2 separate regions of the Gossypium arboreum genome follow, and region 1 is linked to region 2. The links are chromatin contacts, called in public Hi-C maps. All regions are on one chromosome and are shown on one strand. Each heading gives the region's core, a stretch centred on a gene start, on an enhancer-like site or on the middle of the called end of the contact. The rest is flanking DNA. Distances are from core to core; before and after follow the strand shown.

Evidence for each region. Hi-C and Micro-C count contacts between places; a contact is called where the count stands out from the background.
Region 1: a Hi-C map of leaf shows a contact between it and region 2, with 1.9 times the contacts expected there. The contact joins the promoter of LOC108472998 here to the enhancer-like site in region 2. A contact is called at or near these places in 2 of 5 Hi-C or Micro-C datasets (both in leaf).

The regions. Positions count from the first base shown.
Region 1 is chr9:16,001,295-16,007,727 of ASM2569848v2, forward strand. LOC108472998 reads left to right here and starts at 1,814. Exons shown (of 2, transcript XM_017774568.2): 1 at 1,814-3,299. The coding sequence starts at 2,364. The coding sequence ends at 3,263.
Region 2 is chr9:15,890,743-15,896,606 of ASM2569848v2, forward strand. No RefSeq gene overlaps it. Among protein-coding and RNA genes, the nearest start is that of LOC128281257, 30 kb to the right of the region's middle. Within about 2 kb of position 3,434, at least 1 of the 2 cell types and tissues checked has an H3K27ac peak or open chromatin away from gene starts, as enhancers often do. A contact at or near this core is called in leaf, where this site is marked.

The DNA of each region.
Region 1 (6,433 bases), core at 564-3,063, 110 kb after region 2:
TTTCTCATTCTCAAATTAAATTTTCAAAAAATGTCATTTTTAAAAAATATATAAAATAGACCTTTTTTTTTGAAAATTTATGAGAATAATCCTTCATAAAGACCCAAAATGGCAACACTATTTTTTTTTATTCTAAGGTGTCACCAATTCATATGAAAATAAAATTTACACAGCAGATCTTTATATAGATTTAAAGTCTTATTTCCTTTGTTTTCTTAAGTAATGTGAGATATGAGATATGAGTTATGAGACATGTCTATATATAGACTCATAAATAGGTTTGCAGCTTGTTCCTAAATAATATGGAATTCTTTCATATTTTAACTAACGACATAATATTAAAGGCTACACTATATTTTATAATTTTTTACAAAACAATTTCTATTTTTTTATATTTTGTTAACATTTTCTCATATTATAAAATTATCTTTTAAGATATTTAATTATTGCATTTTAGAATTGTTCGCATATACAAAAGGATTATTAAAAAATAAATAAATTACACATATAAAACTTGTACATGTAATAATCCTCTATTCAATTTGAAATGTTTGAAGTTAATATCCATGCAATTCTAATTTTAAAATAATTTTTATTATTTAAATTTAGAAGTTATACTTTTAATTTTTTATTATATTTTATTTTATATTATGAATGTTTGATTAACAAATAAATGGTGAGTATCTGGTACTCAAATAGTATTTTTTGTAATTTTAAAATTGATATATCTTTTTAAATATTTATTTATTTTAATATTTTACTATACTCATTAATTTTTAATCCTAATTTTAATTTAATTTTTATCACATAATGAATGCTGATAAATTTATTTCATATGTATTTTGACTAGATAAATAATCTATTTAAACATAGTATATAATTCTATTAAATAAGTTTTTTATGAAAATATATGATATACATAAAATATAATAATTATTTTTCATATTTTTATATCTAGATTAAATTACATTAGTAGTCACTTAATTATAATTTTTGACTATCGAATTATAAAATTTATAAAATGATCACTCAACTATTAGTAATTTTTAAATATTTATTTTTAATATTTTACCATACTCATTTTATATTTTATAATTTTTTACTTATAGAGTTTAAAAGTTTTATTTATAATATAACAAATATTAACTTTTGTAAAAAAATTAAATTCTATAAGTAAAAAATATAAAATATAGTGTACTCTTTAATATTATGTTATTAGTTAAAAGATGAAGGAACCCCACATTGTTTAGGAACAAGCTGTAAACCTATTCATGAGTTTATATATACACATGTTTCATATCACACATTGCTTAAAAAAATAAAGGAAATAAGACTTTGGGTTTATATAAAGATATGCTTTATAAGTTTTATTTCCATATTAATTGGTGACACCTTAAAATAAGAAAAGAATAATGTTTTCACTTTGGGTCTTTATAAAAGATTATTCTCTTAAATTTTTAAAATATTGATCTATTTTTATAATTTAAAAAAATAATATTTTTAAAAATTTAATCTAAGAACGGACAAAAGAACTCCAACATCAGCTTGTTTTTCACGTTTTATTCTGACATGACAAAATCACTCCCATAAAGGCGCGTTTTATTAAAATTTTACCTAAAAACGCTTTTACGTGAATATATTTTATTATTTTCGACCTTTTTGATAAATAATAAAAAAATTAACCTATTTTTATAAATAAAATTAGAAATGGGCGTTTATAGATAAAATAATGATTATTTTGTTCAGTAGGGTTGGGAAAATATCAAGGTTGGCAATCACACGCTCCAGTGCAGAAAAGTGGAACTGACGGTCAACTGAACTTTCTCTTTCATAACAAATAAAACTATTACACGTGTTGCATAATCAGGAACCTACCTCATACATTTTTTTTAGAAAAACCAAAAAAATCAAAAAGGCGGAAAAAAAATTAAAAGCCCACTCCACTTCAAACAGAATATTTATGCCGTCCCCCCGAGGTACGGCCACGTGTATCCGTCTTTTACGCAGTTCTCGACACGTCCTTATTTTTTGTTGGCTAACAGGATGGGCCAATCACAGGCTTCGAACACGCCAAAACAGGAAACTTTATTTTTTTGCTACGGCCCCATTGGGCTTCGGCCAATCAAATCTCGTCACTGTTTCAAGTTTCGCAGTAGGACACGTGTACTCCTCTGATCTTGGACACGATTGCTGCCGCTATGATTATCGCTTCACCTCCGGTAAAGCCTTTGCCCTTAGATGAAAAAAAAGAAAAGAAAAAAAAGAATACAAAGATAAAATAAAATCCGAAGATAAGATAAAACAAAGAGAGAGAAAGAGAGAGAAGGGTTTGTTAGGTTTTTTTAATTTTTTTGGAAGGAGGAATGGAGGGCGGGGATCAATGGAGGATGCTAAAATGCGCTGGGGGTGTACAAGATAAGACGATAATCAACCGGATAATGCTCAGATTCAGGCCGATTGCTCCAAAACCGGTGACCGGAGACTCAGCTTCCGGTGAGTCGACGTTTGGTAACAAGAACTCAGGTGTTACAAGCATGAGAGTGAAGAGAAAATACGTTAGGGTTTGTGCGAAGAATAATAGGAGAAGAAGAGCCTTGGATGAAGCTAAAGACGATAAGGATGGAAATAAGGGTTCCGTAACCCTGCAGTTGATGCCTGAGAGAGCTGATCTAGAGAAATCAGCGGTTGTTGATAGCTCAGGGGCTGGTGATCATGATCTCGATCGGACGGTTGGTGATGATTATCATCAATCTCATGAGGACCCGCCGCTGCTGTGCTTGAAGTTGCAGAAAATGGTTGCAACAGATCAAGAAGTGGCGGCTGCGGTGATGGGGTTGTCGGATCAGGCGACGGGGAGGAAAGTGAGTGTTGTGGAGTCATGGGTGACGGTGGAGAGCATAACAGACAGCTGCATGGATGAAGGAGACATGGGGAGCTGTACGGACGTGGATAGAATGAGGAATCTGGATAAGGACACGTATCCAGGGTTCATATCGGACGGTTGGCACCGTGTTTTGTGGGTGAACGAGGCGTTCAAGAGCATGGTGGGCGGAGAAGGGGCTGAAACCGCGGTGGGGTTGGTGGTGAAAGAAGGGTTTAAATTCCCACAGGGTGCATTCTCGTGCCGGGTAGGGTTACGGTACGGAGATGGAAAGGGAAAGAAAAAGCAATCGAAAATGGTTCCTTGCGATGTGTGGAAGATGAGCTTTGGCGGATTTGCATGGAGGCTCGATGTTAAGGCTGCTCTCAGTTTGGGACTCTAACAATGGGAACCCAAACCATTCCCATAGTTTTTGCAGGTAATTTAAACTCCTTTTTTTTTTTTTTTTCAAAACAAATTATACAACAACAATAAGGGTTAAATAAAGTATTTTTTTTCTTTAATATATATGGATTATAAAAGATCAGATTAGGAGGGAGGGAATGAGATTGATAATGTATTGGTAAGGGGAAAAAAATAAAGAGAAAAATCAAATATATACTAACAAATAATAACGTGGTAGGTTTTAGTCTTTCAATTCTAATGGGGATTCATTATTTTTTAGGAGTCGTGTTTACATTGACAATCTAAGACCATATAAAAGCTTTATTTAGATAAAAACATGAGTCACATAGGGATAGGGTTTGACCATATAAGGTTAACCATTTAGTTAACTTTATTATTACTTATAATTTCATATAACATTTAAAAAAAATTGAGACTTGTAACCAAAAATAAAATAAAAGATAAATTCGAATATAAATTATTGATAAAAAACCAAGTAAAAATATGAGTAAAATTGAAGACATTAACAAATAAAAAAATAACAGGAAGAATAATGCAATTAATAAAACATTGAAGCTAATTTTTAATGTAAAAGTGTTTTTAAGTACAATCAATCAATGCTTATAAATAGACCATTTCATGGACCAGAAAAGGAAGGCCCTTTCCATAGGAAATAAATCTTAGAGAGATATATTAAATACATTATTTGAAATTAATGTTGTATTAAATATAGTTATGATTTTTAATATGTCACACATTTACAAATCTAAAATAAAAATGAAACCTCAATCAATGCATATATTTTTATGTATTAAATAGCATAAAGTATATTTATGTTGTTTTAAATAAATAAATAAATAAAACAATAAAACGTAAGAAAATCCTTGTAAATTTAAAAACAAAAATTATTTATAGCTTAGCTAATATAATGATTGAATTAAAAAAAGAGTATCTCAAGTCACTCTTAAGTTTTTAACTTTAAGGTGAATCGATCCTAAAATACGATGCCTAAAATTAAAAGCAATCACAGAATTTGTTTTAGGAAGGCATTTTTAATAGTAACTGTGTTTCTTGTAGTAAAAAACAATGTTATTATTAAAATAATCTGAAAGTAATTATGAAATAAGCACGTGGCAACAGCAGACATCCCCAACCAACCCGTTTTCCCATCCCATAATGCGAACACCTTTCAAATAAAATCGGATGACGTCACAAATCTTTAACCCATAATATCCATTCACATCTTTATCGAATCCGCCACGCGTCCCTCTTCCTACTTTCTTGTTTCCTTTCATTATATCAACTCTTCCACGCGCCATTTTTTGGCAAGTGACCTCACTCCATTTAACTATTCACTTCCAACTTTACATAGATATTCCTCTTCGATTCTTTTATTTTTAGTGAAAATTATTTTATTAATTCTTATTAGGTTTGTTACATACATAAACTTTTCAAATATATATATTTAGTTGTTTCTTTTTAAATATATAAAATATTATTTTATATATATAATAACCTTAAAGAACGTGAAATTAATAATTTTATAGCTTTAAAAATAAATTTTATTTTATGAATAAAAGTTAGTAATTACATGTGTTTAGCTATTTATTATAATTAGTGGTTTTATTGAGGTGAAGGAATTGCAATTTCTTTAATTGCAAGGTGTAATTATAATTCTAACAATTGTTAAAAAAATTCATTTTTTGTTGAATTTTTTAATAATTTGGTTATAAATTTATTTTTATAGTAAATTTGTAAAAGAGATTTGAAAATTTACTACTGTGATTAGTTGGAAGGAAGGTGGGATCACGGCGAGAAGTGGCGAGTGGAGGCATTAAGATATGAAACAATAGGCACCGAATTTAGAGGTAGAAAGCTAATGAACAAGGACCACGTGTCCACTTTCTCGAACCTCCCCCTTTTGTGCTCTTTTCCATTTCATTCAACAGTAGAAAAATACTCTGCTCTCTAGACAATGCCCACGTGTCCCTCTCTTTCGGCAGTGGTGTACACTAGCCTTCTTCCCATTGGTTCTGTCTGTGGACCCTCTTACTTTTCATTTGGGTTCCACCTCTTAACTTTCGACCAATCAAAACACTCAGCTGTTCCTTTCTTGCCCTAGCCACGTGTTGCTTCTCTGTTAATTTGCCGCTATGATTATCGCTTCTCATAACCAAAACCCTCTGGAAAAAAAAAAAAAAAGGGCAGCGGAGCAGAGTTAGCTACACAGGTGGGAAGCGACAAGAAGGGAAGCGAAGCTTTGATTCTATTCTGGAGGTGGTTTAAACGGCGTCAGAGAGATGAACGGTGAAGAGAAGCGGAGCAGGGTTAGCTACGCAGGTGGTGCACCAGATAAGATGGTGATAAACCCGATAATGTTAAGATTCCGGCCGATAGCCCCTAAACCGGTTTCCGGTGAGTCAGGTTCTGATGGGGTTCGGTTTGATAACAAAAATTTGTTGTTTTGTAATCCAAGAGCTAAAAGAAAGTACGTTAGGGTTCGAAAGAATAATATGAGAAGAAAGAAAAGATCATCGTCAGATCAAGTTCATCATGATGAAGCTTCAAACAATCCTCAGACGATTGTTACTTTGCAGCTATTGCCTGAGAAAACTGAAGGGAACGGATCGATTAACAATCAAAACGGTAGAGTTTTGGGGGAAAATCAAGATCCACTTTATTTATGTAACTTGAACTTCAATAACCGTTGGGTTGATCGTTTGGGAGCTGTGGAAGAACCTAATCGGACGGTTCTGATGAGTCAAACGAGGAAAGCAACGGTGGTGGAGTCGTGGGTGACGGTGGAGAGCGTGACGGACAGTTGCATGGAAGTGAGACAGCTAGGGAGTACGGACGTGGAGATGATAAAGAATTTGGAGAGTGACACGTGTCCAGGGTTTATATCAGATGGTTTGAATAGGGTTCAGTGGGTTAATGGAGCTTACAAGAGGATGTTGATGGTAGTAGGGGAAGCAAATGACGGCCGGCCGCCACCGGAGATAATGGTCTGGCTTGTGTTCAAACAAGAATTGCCTAGGTTTTGCACTGCATTTTCATGCAAGGTAAGGTTGCAGTATACATGGCACAAGGAGAAGTTCTCAAGGATGTTGCCATGTGATGTCTGGAAAATGGAAGGCAGTGGTGGTGGTGGTTGTTTAGCGTGGCGGC
Region 2 (5,864 bases), core at 2,184-4,683:
TTGTGTTTTTAACAAAGCGGAGTTAATCCCCTTTGCCAAATTAGTGGTCATATGACCATAGCGAAAGCCCTCGTCGAAACTTTGAGCCCATTGCCACGGCTCTATGGTACCCAACCATTTTTGAAAAGATGTGTTCGTCTGACCTTCCAGGTCACACTCAAGTCAAGTCATCCTTTGCCAAAAAATGTGTGACTTTAGCTCGTACGCTGTGTATGTATTAAAAAAATATAAGTTACAGTCTCACCCTAAAATATTAGGTTATATATTGAAAGGATAAGGTTATTCTTTACCCATTCTCACAACTTGTCTCCGCCAGTCTGCATTCTTATAATCTCTGTGAAAGTTAGCCATGATGTACTGGATACAGTAAACAGATCTCCATGGTACACTGAAATGCCTAATTGCGTCAATTAATCATTTCTCTCTATCGGAGATAATGCAAATATTATCATTTCTAATAACATACCTCCGCAGGTTTGTAAGGAAGAATTCTCACGACTCCATGTTCTCCTTATCTACGATAGAAAACGCAATTGAGAGCTCGTTCTTATTCCCATCTTAAACAACTGCAAGAAGTAGGATTTGTGTATATTTACCGTATAGTCATGTCCCATCTACTTGCACAAACGGCTTGCAGTGGGGAAATGCACACACGCATGGATCAAACGTTAGAACATCCGTTGAAAAATTCTTTTTTCCGGTTGTAGTTGGTCATCTGGGCCGTAATAAAGTCGTGTCTGGAACTCAATGATAGTTCCTGGCACGTACTCCTGCATAACGGCTATCCATCCCTGTAACTCATTGTACGATGTATCGAAATCTCCGTACAATTACTCCATTGCCATCTGTTTAGCTATCCATGCCTTCCAGTATGATACTCGATACTAGAATCGTGCCTGCATTTCGACAATCAGTACTAAAACTTTAATAGTCGGCATGTCTTTCACCATTGGCATGATGCACGTACAAATAGTTTTGGAATTAAGTTTTCGATGATCTTTTGTCATACGTGTTAAAGTGCATGTGCAAGACCCAATAAATTTTCGTATCTCCCACATCTGTGATTTCTGGATATATGTAGCTTGTATCCGCCAATTGTAGCCTTCCGCAAACACTCCCCAATATATAATGTCGGTTTAGACACGGTGACTTTGTAGTCCACTGATATATTCATGCTATATCGCTTAATGGAAAATACGCATTCTTCCTTACTTTTGAATCTCTGGCCTACAAACAACTTCTCAAGATCGGAATCTATAGCCAGCCAGTGAGCAGGTAGTATTTCAGGGTACTCCAAGAACTCAGCCGCGTGCACCACATCGGGGTCTATCCGAGATATGTATGTCTCAAGATTATTGTGTATCACAATACGACGAATCTGGTTCCCGATTGAAGACACATTAACATTTCCATCGTCATTCACACCTTCGTCGTCAATATCATCTAGTACCTCGTCCACATCGGGATCACTATCACTATAGACCTCGTGATTAGAAGGATCACTACTATGGTATACATTATCACCAACCACATTAATCTCGGGTGCAACATTAATATCAATGTCGATCCTATGTATAGTTGATTGACTATCAACGTACGATATCAGAGCCACCATACACGGCACTTGAGCTCCATCTTCTTCACCTAATGAAGTGGGATCTTTAGTTGGCTCCACACCAGCTAACTCAGCAAATAATTGAATCAGTGTATTTTGGTTGCTCTGAGTCCCACAATAAAGAGCGACCATTGTCTCCACATCTTCATCGTCTACAAGTTCCATTTCGGTGAATTTTATGGGATCCGTTGAAACTGGAAACTTGTAGAAAAGTTTTGAGATCCTTCTCCAACAACGTCTATAAATTTTTTCACTAATTCTTTTCTTCATATCATCAAACGAGATATTTTTATTAAATTTCATTACTACTTGTTTGCGACATTCAAATATATATCCCATGGTTGTTGTCAAAATTTCTTCATCGAAATAAACGCATACCAAAAATTGATTCTCCATTTTCAATACTAGATCTGTTAAAAAAAATTTAAAATTCTCAAAACAGTTTCGAATAGCAAAAAAGTTACATAAAATTTTTAATGCAAAATTTTTCATTCAGAAACTAACAAAATTAATAATCTAACAAAATAACTTTTAAATAATAAAATTACTAACAAAACTCTACATTCTATTTAAAAAGAAATGAACTAAAATACTTTATTCTTTTTTTTTTTTGTTTTCCTTTCTTTCTTTCTTCTACTTATCTTCTTAGTTCTGTTCTGCTAACTCTTGTGTATATCTTCTGCTCATTTGATTTTCGGGGGAGTATATATAAGGGAAAAATTAAGCACCAGTCGCGCCTACCAGATAGGCGCCACTTACCCTATATCGTTTTTTGTATCCCTACACAAGTCATATACTGATCCGGGAAAAAAATACAAGCAGTGGCGCCTATGAGAAAGGCGCCACCAATAAAATAATTATTTAAAAAAACAAAAAAATATATCTTAATATAAAAAAAAAGTGGTTACGCCTGTCAGATAGGCGCGACCCAAAAAAACATACTATTTTCGTATATAATCCAAAGATACAACCTATTTCAAGATTTAATTTTTTTAAAATTATTTAGGTAAATTAACCAGGATATATTACTAGATTTTGCAAGAAAGAACAATTTTATTAAATTTTTTTATTAAAACTAATATTGATAGATTAGTAATAAATTTGTGTTTTAATATTATTGAATATGCGTTTGATTTTATATTTAATTAATTAGAATTATAATATTAAAAATTAAAATACACTCAAATATAAATTGAATGAATTTAGATTAAACTAACGTATGATGAGATTTAAATCCATAATAATTTAAGAAAAACTCATGCGAATACTAAAATAAATTTTCTAAAATTAAAAACTAATTACAAATTTTGGCCTTTCAAATTATGATTTTTTAAAACAGTAAATGTTTTTGGGGAAAAATAATATTTATTTAATTTTTAGATTTTTAAATAAGATAATTTTTAGTAGATTGACAATGAAATTTTTAATTGCATAGGCAAATTAAATATATAAATAGACTTATAAATTGTGTACATTTCGCTGCAACAAATAATAATATATTTTGTAAATAAAAATATTTCATTAACCAAAATAAATTTTCCTAAAATGACATAAGAAAATAATTTCTATACCAACCATTTTGGGCAAAACAAACAAACCAAATTAACTATTTTTTAAAAAAAAATAGTGGAATAAACATTTGATGATGCCACGTTTGACCAGCAAAAAATGACAAGAAAGAGTGAACTGGACCTTTGCAAATTCTAAACCTTTCATTGGACGACACAGCTGCTAAATTACAGGACAGGACAGGACAGATCCTTTCGGACACAAATATAACCAATCAGCTTTTACCTCGTCACATCACAAATCTATCCCAAAGATTCGCCCCTTCTATCTCACGTTCCACGCGTCCTCTCCCATACGATCATCTGTTCCCAACAGTTCTCAGATGCCCCTTTCTCCCATCCCCGCGCGTGGCAACACACTCTTTTGGATAAGCAATCATTATCATTTGTTCAATATCTATTATTTCTAAATTGACCCCCAAATATTCATTATTTTACAATTTGGTGTCACAGTAACCTAACACCAATTCGGTGAAAACTGACCATTTCTTTTTATAAAAATGAATAAATAGTACCTTTTGGAAAATTCACCCTTTTTTTTTTCTTTTTATGTTTATTAAAATTATGCAAAGAAAGAACGAGAGTAGGGTAAATTGAATATATATTATCAATTGGATTATAATTTTAAATTACAACTTTAAATATTAAAATCCCATGTATTCAAGTTTAATGAAAATCGATTAATGTTGTTATTAGTTGGACTTTATTTTTAGAATTAGACAATTGGAATGCTAAAAATATTTTTAAATTCCAAAAAGAAAAAGTACATAGATATGAGCATATTTAAACGAAGAAAGACATCAAAAGATGACAGAAAGGGAAATAAAAGGAAAAAGAATAAAAGAATGAAAAGTATTTGTGCTAAGTTTCGTATTAATCTTTTATGCAGTAATATTTGTTTGTTGATATTTGTTGTAGACTATCTATATAAGTCTTAAAGACTGTTGGATATATAAGAAAATTTTAACAAAAGTTTGAAGTTCCAAAAATTAGCTTGTGTATAAAAAGTTAGACATGTTTAAAATATAGGTTTGATTTAGGTTTCAATATTTAAGGCCTAAACTTGACTTGACTCTGTCCATTTTATACTTGTGTAATATATTTTTATTTTATTTTATATATTATATATTATAATTTATATCCCATAAAATTACTTATATAATACTACAAAATTTTAAAAATATTTTTTCCAAAAACTAAAAATATGTTAAGTTTCTAAATTTGAAATTTTAATAAAATAAATATATCTAAATTATTAATTATTAAATTTAAAATAAAATGAGTAGACTTAAAATGGATTTGATTAGCCATTTATAAAAATAGATTAGCTTGGGCAAAATTTAGACTCCTGTTTCGAACTATGTCAAGCTTGGTCAAATATAAAGTGTACTAATTCATATATATAAGTTGTAACACCCCCTCACCTGTCCCCATATCCGGTACAAATGGGAGATGCCATCAGAGCACTGTCGAAACCCTTTTAAAACGAGTTTGGAAAGACCGGGTTCGACTTTTTGAAAAATGAAAAAAATAGGAGTCGTCACCAATCAGTTTAAGTGTGATTGAACCACCTTCAAACCACTTTTTGCTTGAAATCATTTGCTTTGGTCTATGAAATCAAGAAAACGGATTCGGGAATCGGTTACATACGAAGAAGGGTTAGCACCCTCGTAACGCCCAAAAAAAATTGATACCAAATTGAATAACTTTCCGTCTTTAATGCTAGAATTTTGAAAGTATTTAAAAATATGATCCTTTTTGAAATTAAAATAGTTCGAATTGAAAACCGAGATTTCTTCGCTCCAAAAGAATACGAATATCACATCCAGCATGATAAGACACAATATTCTAAAACTCTTGTAACTGAAGTCACCTCGTAATTTATAAAATCGTTTAGAAGGGTATTTTAGGCATTTAAACAAACGGAAAATTGCAACCCAGCATGTTAGGGCACTACTTCCCGAATTCCTAACTAGCAAAAACATTGCCTTATCCTTTTTAAAAAAATCTTTTTAAATCAAATGAAATATATAAAAAAAAATTCTTTAAAGTGATGATGCATTTAACATATTACAAAGGATTAATATTAAATAAATTAACCCACATGATATCTATTTTAACATTCCATGCAAATATAATAAAGATGAAAAATAAGGACATAAATTACACAATATGTTATCATTTTGCACATATATGATCATAGATAATATAAAATATACATGCATTGTCACTACATGCAAAATACAACAATAGGCATAATGAACACAGTAATATAAATTGCATAATATATATGCAATAATGCAAATGTAACTTAAATCAACATAAATAATTAATTTCCATGCAAATATGTAAAACAAATAAAATAACAAATAATCTATAAAAATTTAACACACTAAAATAATACTAAAAAATAAAAATAAATTATAAACTTATTAAAGGTAAATTAAATAAGATAATAATAAGGATATTTAAAAATATTAAGAATAATATAAGAATGATAAATGAGTATCTCTTTTTTAATATGATATATACATATAAATTATATTATAAGATACAATAATTTAACATATGGAAAATGTACTAAATATTGATATTACATATATTCCTTTAATAATAAATTGAAAACATATATAATTAATAGGTAATAAGATAATGTATATTTTATAATAAAATAAATGTAA